Linked DNA regions of Mus musculus: region 2 is linked to region 1. Evidence: chromatin contacts called from public HiChIP or PLAC-seq data. All regions are on one chromosome and are shown on one strand. The core of a region is the stretch at or near the end of the contact, and the rest is flanking DNA. Distances in the headings are between cores, read along the strand shown.

What was found. HiChIP or PLAC-seq counts read pairs in DNA pulled down with a chosen protein or histone mark.
Region 2: a CTCF HiChIP or PLAC-seq map of CD8 T cells shows a contact between it and region 1, with 5 read pairs. The contact joins two enhancer-like sites. A contact is called at or near these places in 1 of 15 datasets of contacts at CTCF or cohesin (CD8 T cells) and 1 of 484 Hi-C or Micro-C datasets (embryonic stem cells).

The regions. Positions count from the first base shown.
Region 1 is chr16:49,661,770-49,666,549 of GRCm38.p6, forward strand. No RefSeq gene overlaps it. Among named protein-coding and RNA genes, the nearest start is that of Gm31494, 20 kb to the left of the region's middle. Within about 2 kb of position 2,187, at least 7 of the 459 cell types and tissues checked have an H3K27ac peak or open chromatin away from gene starts, as enhancers often do. A contact at or near this core is called in CD8 T cells, where this site is marked.
Region 2 is chr16:49,885,834-49,890,469 of GRCm38.p6, forward strand. All of the region lies in intron 3 of Cd47 (CD47 antigen (Rh-related antigen, integrin-associated signal transducer)), which reads left to right. Among named protein-coding and RNA genes, the nearest start is that of Cd47, 32 kb to the left of the region's middle. Within about 2 kb of position 2,463, at least 80 of the 459 cell types and tissues checked have an H3K27ac peak or open chromatin away from gene starts, as enhancers often do. A contact at or near this core is called in CD8 T cells, where this site is marked.

The DNA.
Region 1 (4,780 bases), core at 937-3,436:
GATTCTTGTGATCAGAGGGTTGAGTTCTCCGTCCTTCGTGTTATATGAGACAATGCTCATCCTTTACGGCAGTGGGGCAACTTGAGCACTTAAAAATTAATTATATCTAGGCAGACAAGGAAAGCAGGACTTAATAGTTACTGCAAAATGGCATCCATGATCTCACTATGGGAGGAAGGTAAATAAGACTACAGGGCAGTTTCAACATTGATAACCAGTAGGAAACCCTAAGGTCCTGTTTTGGGAGAAGTGACGGAAATGGCTGTCCCTGAGAGCTATGGCTCTGAGGACATTCTGAACCTCTGCCTAATAAGATCATTCAACGCTGCCTCTTGAACTACAATTTTGACCTTGAAAGTTGCTGCTTTTCATTAAGGGAAGCATGCATGCTCTGAAGGATCCAAGGGCTTTACCTCATAAAGCATTTACTGTCTACATCACCCAAAGCCCCAGGGTTTAGGATTTTAGGATGACAATTAGGGAAATCAGAGCACAAGCTAGCTGAGTGGTACTGACAGGCTTGTTAAGGGCTGAAGGAGAGGAGTTCCCCGGAGAACTCTGAAGAATTCCCAGACTCGCTCTAACAAGGACAAGGCGAGTCTCCTTGTAGCAGGCCATCCTTTATTCAGAAACTTCATTCTCCTTATTTACTCCCAATCCTCTGGGAAAGTGCAAGATTCGTAGTGACTCTGAACCATGATAGACCTCACAGTGACATTCCCCGGGAAACCTTCAGGTCAGCTTATGCCATCAAGCAATTAGTTCCATTAACTTCAATTTCTAGAGTCTAATCTTCATACCCGCTATGGCATAAATGTGAGCAATGTGAGATAACTAGACAGACGGGGCACCAAGGCAGAATGGTTGATGTAGCTACTCTCGACTCCTAGGTATTCCATGGAAAGCGATTATACTGAAATATAATCTCTGAGAAGTAGGCACAAGCCTTTCTGACAAGCCCTAATAACATCTTGCTGGTCATTGTATTAAGGGATCAGACTCAACTACTCTAAAGGAGAAACGAGATAGCACTAAAAAAAACATTCCAAACAGAACTAGATCCTGAGGGGCTTTGTAACACACACACACACACACACACACACACACACACACACACCACGCACACTGTGAGAAAGGATGATATGCACACTGCTCTCAAGACTGCTGCATTCTACATCCAGGAATCCAGTCTTTCTTGGCCCTAAGAATTGCATGAGATACAACCTATTTTAATCCACATGCACCAGTCTGCCTCAAACCAGCACACCTCTGCTAGAACGGTGTATGCAGCAGGCAACAACAAACAAACAAACAAACAAACAAACCCCAAAAAACCTCCCATGAAGCCTTTCAACAGAAAAGAGGTAAAGACCAAAGGCACATAAACTGGAGCACCAAGCCCTAGCAGGCTCTCTTCAGCATTATTATGTATCAGATGTGAAGTGCAAGATTGCTGCTCCTGCTTATCAAAACAGGACAATAACAATAAAACAAATGCCACAAGACATTAAAAGAGTCAAATAAATTTTTACACATATTAGTTTAAGGTCTGAGGGTATTTTTGTCCTTGGTATTTGCATCAAGGATCATTAACAGCAGGAGCTGGAGAGATGGCTCAGCAGTTAAGAGCACTGGCTACATACTCTTCCAGAGGACCCAGGTTTGCTTTCCAGCAGCCACATGGTAGTTTACAACTGTCTATGACCCATTCCTGGGAATCCAATACCCTCTTTTGACCTTCACATGTACTGCCTGCATATAACACAGACACACACTCACAGGTAAAATACCTGTACATATAGAATAAAAGTAGATTTAAGAAAACAACCAACAGCAAATACAAAAAATTTCTGAAATTCATTTTTATAATTAAACTCTTAATGTTTTTTTAAAAAAATCTGAGTGTTTCCAATAATCATAATGGATTTTCCTGCCTCTTCTTCTTATACCTTAGAGAGTGTAAACTTTTTTACCAACCACATAAATATTGATGATAATAAGCTGTGGGTTTGGTATCATCAGCATTGGCTTAAAACACAGACATTCTTCAGAGTCTACAAAAGCCACTGTGCTAGTCAGGTTGGTAAATGTGACTAAGTTTCAAGCAAGGCAACAGAAGTAAGAATTGTGTGGATCCTGAGTCCCCATCAGATCAGCCACTGTGCACCTGTGGCCTCAGGATGCAGAGGATGCAAAAGATGTGGAGAGCAAGGTCTCAGGAAGTGGTGAGTACGGAGGTGTTGAGAGCTTTTGGTGCCGCTTCTAGGAATTCGGTATTTGTCACTTGGTTTGGACAAGGAAGTGGGCTCAGATAAGACTATTAGAAACAGTGACCATGGGGCTTTGTTTACTACTTTGCTAGACTACCACCTTATGCGATCTTTTGCTCACGACTTTACTTAACTATTACCTTGTGAGATCCTTTTGCTTACTACTCTGCTTGATTACTTTCTTGTGTGATCTCCTTGTTCACTACTTCGCTTGATTACTTTGTCTTTGATCTAAGAACTGATCATAGTTTTTGGATGTACCTGGAATGATATAAAAGCAGGCTGTAGAGAAATAAAACAGCTGCAGCCTCAGTCCAGGCTGGAGTCAGGCTATCATTTTCTCTGTTTTTCTTTTTCAATCCACACTCCCTCGTTTGAGACCCTGTTGACTGACCAAGCTGGTCAAGCTTTGCTCTCTGAGTGATGACTGGGGCATGGGCAATGCTCTACTGTCTTGGGAACCCACAGTATAGATAGATAGATAGATAGATAGATAGATAGATAGATAGATAGATAGATAGATGATATAGATAGAGATAGAGATGATAGAGATAGAGATAGATATAAATATTACATTAGGAGACCTTGAAGGACATCCAAGATCCAAACTTTAAAAATTATTCAAAAAATATTTTAAAAATTACAATCTTATCTGTGCTGTATGTAGAGATTAAGAAAAAATATCTGGGAACTGTGAAGCAACTTTATCACTTCTCATATGTTTGGATATATACATGGAGAAGAGACTTATTAAATGAGCAGTATGCAAACTTGACAGCCGGAGGTGACACCGGCAGAGAGATGTATGCTCAGTGCCTCTAATTCCACTGGCTGTTGTCCAAGCATCTCTGTATGCCAGGTGCGGATTTGAAAGCCAAGTCGCAAATAACATAATAGGAACCCTTTTTCTATAACCAGTTTCATCTTCGTGCTGAATCCCCACGACTGCCCGGATACAGAAAAAAAGTCATCCAGTTCAGTAATTATTTCCAGCCAACTTCAAAATCACCTAATTGCATTCCTGTTTAAAGATCCAATTTGAAGGGCTTCTCCTCGGTTTTGAGTTTCTCAGAAATGATGTCACTTGGCTGTGGGGCGAAAGAAGAAAAAAAAATACGTGTGTTTTCTGCCTGTCTCTGCATAGCTGGAAAAGTCTAAGGCTAGATCTCTTAGCAGGCATTCTATCGTATAAGGTGAGTTTTAGCCAGAACTGCCCCTCTCCTGCCTTGTAGGCTCTCATTTTCTATTGTTCTATGAAGACCTGGCTGTTTTAAACTATATCTTAGATCTTGACAACACCTCAAAGGTCTATGTGTTAATGATGGATCCATACAGTAGCTCTTTTGTGAGGTGGTAAGACCTTTAAGAGGGAAGACCTAGGAAAAGGTCCTTAGAGACCCTGAGACCCCTATTGTATCTTATTGTCTTTTGCTCCCTGACCATGAGTGAGCAGCTTTTCGCTGTCACATGCTCTTGACATAGTTTGTACATGGCTGGAAATAAGGGGAACACTCAATCCTAAACCAGACTTTCCAAAAGGTTTGCCTAATACTAAGTTCTTCTCTTTCTGAATCGGTTATGTAGGGTACTATGTCACAGCAACAAATAAAAACCTAACATATCAGAGATAGGTATCTCGTGGCCAAGTATGATCTATAACCTGACTTTCTATGTTTAAACAGTTGAGAATTAGAAAAATATAGAGAAACAAACAAAGAGAGCATATGTCTGCAAAAATTGAACAATTTTACATTTGTCCCTGAGAGCCTATCAGACCCCATCAGGTCCAGTTCTGTGGAAAGGGTATTCTAATACCTAATTATTGGTGTTCACCACCTGAATTATTAGAGATTTTGAGTCTCCTCGATGCCAAGCTCATTGCTGTATTAAGTAGGGCTAAAATAGGCCCTCTCTATCTATCCTAGACTTCTTTACCATTTCCATCTGCCATCTTTGCCCAAGAGAGCTACATTAAATCTGACTGCTTAATAAACTCTAGCCACGACACTAGCTTTAGAGCCCACCTGCCTTAAGGAAGAATCCATTTTCTACTGTAATCTCTAGAGTAAAAGAGCATCATATGCTTCGCTTATCTCGAGTATTTCTCAAAAAAAAATTAAAGCTAAGCCTATTGCAGTTTCATTGTAACTCCTTGAAAACTTCTGATTATTCAAGTAAATTTGACAAAAGTCAGATATGATCAAGTTACCCATCCTTTATACAAGTATGAAAAATGATGATATGAACATCATATCAAGAAGTTTTTCAATTTGCTACAATTCTTGGTTTTAGATACTAATAATTTCAATCTTGATAGTCTTCTAATAATAGTTTAATATGATACCTTTTGGCCATTCACCAAGAAATACATGATTTTAAGAGAAAATCAACCAATTAACACACACTCTCTCTCTCTCTCTCTCACACACACACACAGAGAGAGAGAGAGAGAGAGAGAGAGAGAGAGAGAGAGAGAGAGAGAGAGTCAAAGAAAAATACTATAGTGCTCA
Region 2 (4,636 bases), core at 1,213-3,712, 220 kb after region 1:
CATGCAGCTTATGCATTTGTACATCCCCGTGTCCTGGTGTCTTCAGCGTGTTGGTTGTCATGGCTCCTTGTACTCTCCTGCCATGGCTGTGTAATGTTTTATTGAACTTTCATCTTAATGGGTATTAAGGAAGTTTCCAAATTTTGATACCGTGAAACTGATAAAAGTGTATGAGATTTTGGACAGCAGGGATATTTTAAGCCTGCAGATAAACTCTGCCAACATGTATTCCAGATCCACCCTGTCAATTCCAGCTACCTCTGACGAGTCCCGCTGTCCGTCATTTATCTCAAGGGCCTGGCACTGTTATACTTCTAAAAAACCTTCTGCTAATTTGATATGTGGGTAAAAAATTTCTTTGTGTTGTATTATAGTTATATTGGATACTCATTTTAGTATTTTTATTAAACCAGTTGCATTTTAAAGAGTATGTATATGAACCTAAAGAAATATTTATGGGAAATGTTTGATATTGGTTCATGTTAAACATGGGAAGAGCCTGAGGGAGGGAGGGAAGGAGAGAGAGAGAGAGAGAGAGAGAGAGAGAGAGAGAGAGAGAGAGAGAGAGAAGAGAGAGAGGTGTGTAGAAGACAAGCCTCTGGGCTTGACTCACCTGGCCTGGCCTCACATTAAAAGTTAAGTAGTTATAATAGCAGCTGAATATTTGAGGAGCTCTTGCTCTGAGGAGCAGTCACTCACGGTGCCAAGTTCTCTCCACTGAAACCATTTATTTCCCACAGGGCCTCTGCCAGTGCTGTGGCTATTGTTCCAATTTTGTAGAAAGAGACAAGAAGTTTGTCCACAGCTACCCAACTGTTTCCTGGTAATCCCCGATTTAGACAGTGCTGTTAACCAGTAGATTGTCTGCTTGTCTTGAATGTCTGCGGGAAGGATGGATGGGTATCTAGTTCACCACTTTGAGCCTATGAAACTGTTAATAATAGAGCAGAATGTTGGTCTCGAGTGATGATTTATTCTACCCGTACCAACAGGGACTGCTGGGCACTGAGCGGAAGGCTTGAGGTGTGGATGTGCCCATGCCCATTGACTTTGTGCCCAGCCTATTGACTTTGAGGCCACCACATGGCAGTCAATTATGTTAACAAAGAACGAAGACTTTTCCTTTCTGGATTTCTAGTTCATTTTTGCCGTTCATTCTGGTCTGTACTGGACCACAGGACATTTCTCTCGGTGATCTCTCTGGCTGTGCATGTGAATCTGTGACCATGCTGCAAGAAGAAGCCTACACCTTTGAGGACAGTTGGTTTACAGAAAGCTGTGTCTTGAAGCACGGCTCAGGACACTTGTAGCCTTTCCTCAGTGATGGAGTCTGACCTGAGAGCTCTAAGCTGAAATAAACCCTTTGCTCTGTAAGCTGCTTTTGGCCATGGTGTTTATCACAGCAATAGAAACCTGAAGATAGACCAATTATCTTGGATCAACTCAAGAGTTAGTCATGCTATTGGCTCCTGGCTGATTTGGGGGGTTCTTCATCTATACTGTGACAATATAAGTTCTTTCCTACATTTTGATAGCTGATAGGTGCTTTCAAGTACTGCATTGTACTGTAGCTCTTTCAGGCTTAAGGCCCAGCTCTACATAAAACACTGGCTGTCCATTCTTTGTTTTCTTTTCTTTTAACCCTTGTCCTATATTGATAGATGATCTTTAGTATGCACTCAGCAGCATGGCCATGAACCTGACTGTGAAAGCCGAGCTCTGCAAACAGTCTTGATAATAGATAGGAAAATTACCATCATACAGTGGCCTTCAAAACATGTTATCAAAAAAAGCCGCATTGGTGGTATGGTCCTGTGATCTTAGCATTACAGAACAAACACCAGAGCGACATAGTAAGAGCCTGTACAAAAATTAAAAATACAGAAAAAAAAAACAAAAAAACAAACAAACAAAAAAACCCCAAAAACCAAAAACCAAACAAACCAAACAAACAAAAAACCCAAACCTTTGAAAATATTAAAACTTCCCTACTATAGCTGTATTAGAAAACAAAAATAATACTAATGTTGAAAGTATTACATGGCAGATCAGACTGCTAAAACGTCAGTATTTTAAATGTCATGTTAAATATAGCTTGATGCTTTTTGTCTTGCTCTGTGGCTTTGGAAACAGAGCAGACATCCCCTGGTAAACTGTCAGGCTCCCTTCTTAGTTCCTATTAGCCTGCAGCTGGCAGCTTTATACTCTGTTTCAGGGTTCAGAATTCTGTGATGTGGTTTTTTTTATTTGATGTTTTTGTTGTTGGAGTTTGCTATTGTTTGTTTTTTTGTTTGTTTTGCCATTTGTTTTCCAGAGTCACATCCTCAGGGACATTCCCATTGTCACATGATCCTTAACTTCACTCGTGTTAGTGAGTTCACCATCCTCGAGCTGCCCAGGCTGCATCTGGAGTGGTGCTCCGTGGTGGCAGTGTCAGCATCCCCATAGCAGCTCTCCTGTAACTCTGCTTATGGTCTATTGCAATGTCACACGCAGTGCTCACACTTGTCATTTCCTGGCTCGTTCACCCCTCTTGCCCAGTTTCCTTTTTTGATGATACATTGAGTGCCTGTGGGCTGATCACTGGGAGACGAGGGGAGATATCATAACCAGGCGCTTGGCTGTCTGCCCAAACTTAGCATAACCATGCAGTGGCTGGTCTTCAGTAGTTGTGACATGATGACACTTCTTCTATTTATTTCATATTGTGAGTTGTGTATTAAAGACGTCTCATGGAGCATACTTCATGACTACTCTCTGGTTGCACTTTGGTAATGAAACTTCAAACTGTATTTGAAGGACTAGAGTTACACAAGTTAACCATGGGACCCATGCATGCCAGAAGAGTGTAACATGAGAGCTACTGGGATTTACTTCTGTGTATTCTAGACACCATTCATTTACTTTTTCTTCTTGTGCCCACTCAAAATTGCCCCACGAGGAATTTGGTTATCTCTTGGTGCTATTTGGGAAAATGTCACTATGATCATTGTTGGGAAATTTGAGAAAATCAATTTTCCATCATAAGAGCCTTGAGGACTCATGTAAGTCCTCAAAGCCTAGATTATTGAAAGTAACAAGACCTTTCTTTGAAAGCACTTGTAAACCAAGTGATGTTTTTAGGGGTTTTTCTTACTGAACAGGAAAAATAATTCGGGAGAAATGAGGGCAAACACTACATTGCAGTGGCGATTTCTATCCAAACCAGAGAACAAAAGTATTCTGACAAATATTATTACAGAAAGTCAGTCTGTGACCTGGTTGGTGACCCCTAATGGTAATGTGAATTTATGCTAAGTTTAATGTGAATTTTATTCAACAGTGTTAAGCTTGGCTCTTCCCTGGAGTGCTCATACGATCACTAAGCCATGTCGTTACTCACTGACTTCATTGTAGGAAGAATTGGGCCAAACTGTAGCACAGCATTCTACTCTTACATAAATAGAGTCACCAATTCCTTTACACTTTCAAAATCTGACAGCACTACTCATGAATATCCTCTGAAATTCTGAAAACTTTCATTAGACCAGAATAATTTGTCTTTGGGAGATGTCTGCTGGACATTCCCTTCTGTTGTGCTCATATATTTGCCATAAAAAAAAAAAAAGGCTGTTTTTTTTTCTAGGCCTGTGGACAAGGAATATGATCTTTTGTAGTGTTCAGCCTGATAAACTTATTTCATCAGAGAAGTTGGCTAGGATGTGGAATTTATTACAGTTATCTTACTCACTTCCAGCAAATAAACACTTTATGCATGGCAGTCCATTTTTCTCCAGCACCAGTTCCACAAGGCCTTCATCTTTGTGTGTGTGTTTAAATAATGAAATTGTACTTTGATTTTAAAAGTTATCATATGTACTTTATCAAATTATATTGAAAATAATATTGGTTTCTTCCCAACGGATGCCTAAGGATTCTAAATTACCTTGCCAGAGTTATCTGAAAGGAACAGTATAATAATTAAATCGATGGTTTGTCTCCCTTTATGATTTACTCTTAATCTGATATAAATTTTATCTCGATAGTATACCTTCTGTCTCTTCTCAATAGTCATGTGGCTAGGGACTATTTGAATGTCATGTCTTTTGAGCAAGTGTTAGATTTTTTTCTAGGTAGCCTCCAGTCTGTGTGGGCCTTTGTGGCTGCTCTGTATCTCACTTTTAGAGGATCATAAAAATTTAACATGAGAGATTTGATTTAACCCCAAATTGGCTTGGTTATTTTACTAGATTTCTTCAGCCACAACTCATGTGCCATCTTAATGTGTGCTCTGTGTCAGTGGCAGAGACCCGAAAAATCAGGTTTGTTCATAACATTAACTCCTCGTTCAGGTTGCTAGAAGAGCACACCTTTTTTTGTTCACTGGGATTGCAAAGGTTTAGTGCTCAAGGAACTAAGACTAGGCTTAGACCTATGCCTTCTGTGGATTGGTAGTCCTTAATTCTTGTTGAATAAAGCAATCTGCGACCTGTTCCTTGACTCGAACTAATAAAAGGATGTGTCACAGCATACACAGTAAAAATGTATAAATGATCCAACCTATCTTATTTGACATATGATATGAAATTATAAAGCATATATTTGAATTAGAAGAATATCTAATGTTATGGTTAATACTGTCACGTTGTGCCAGGCA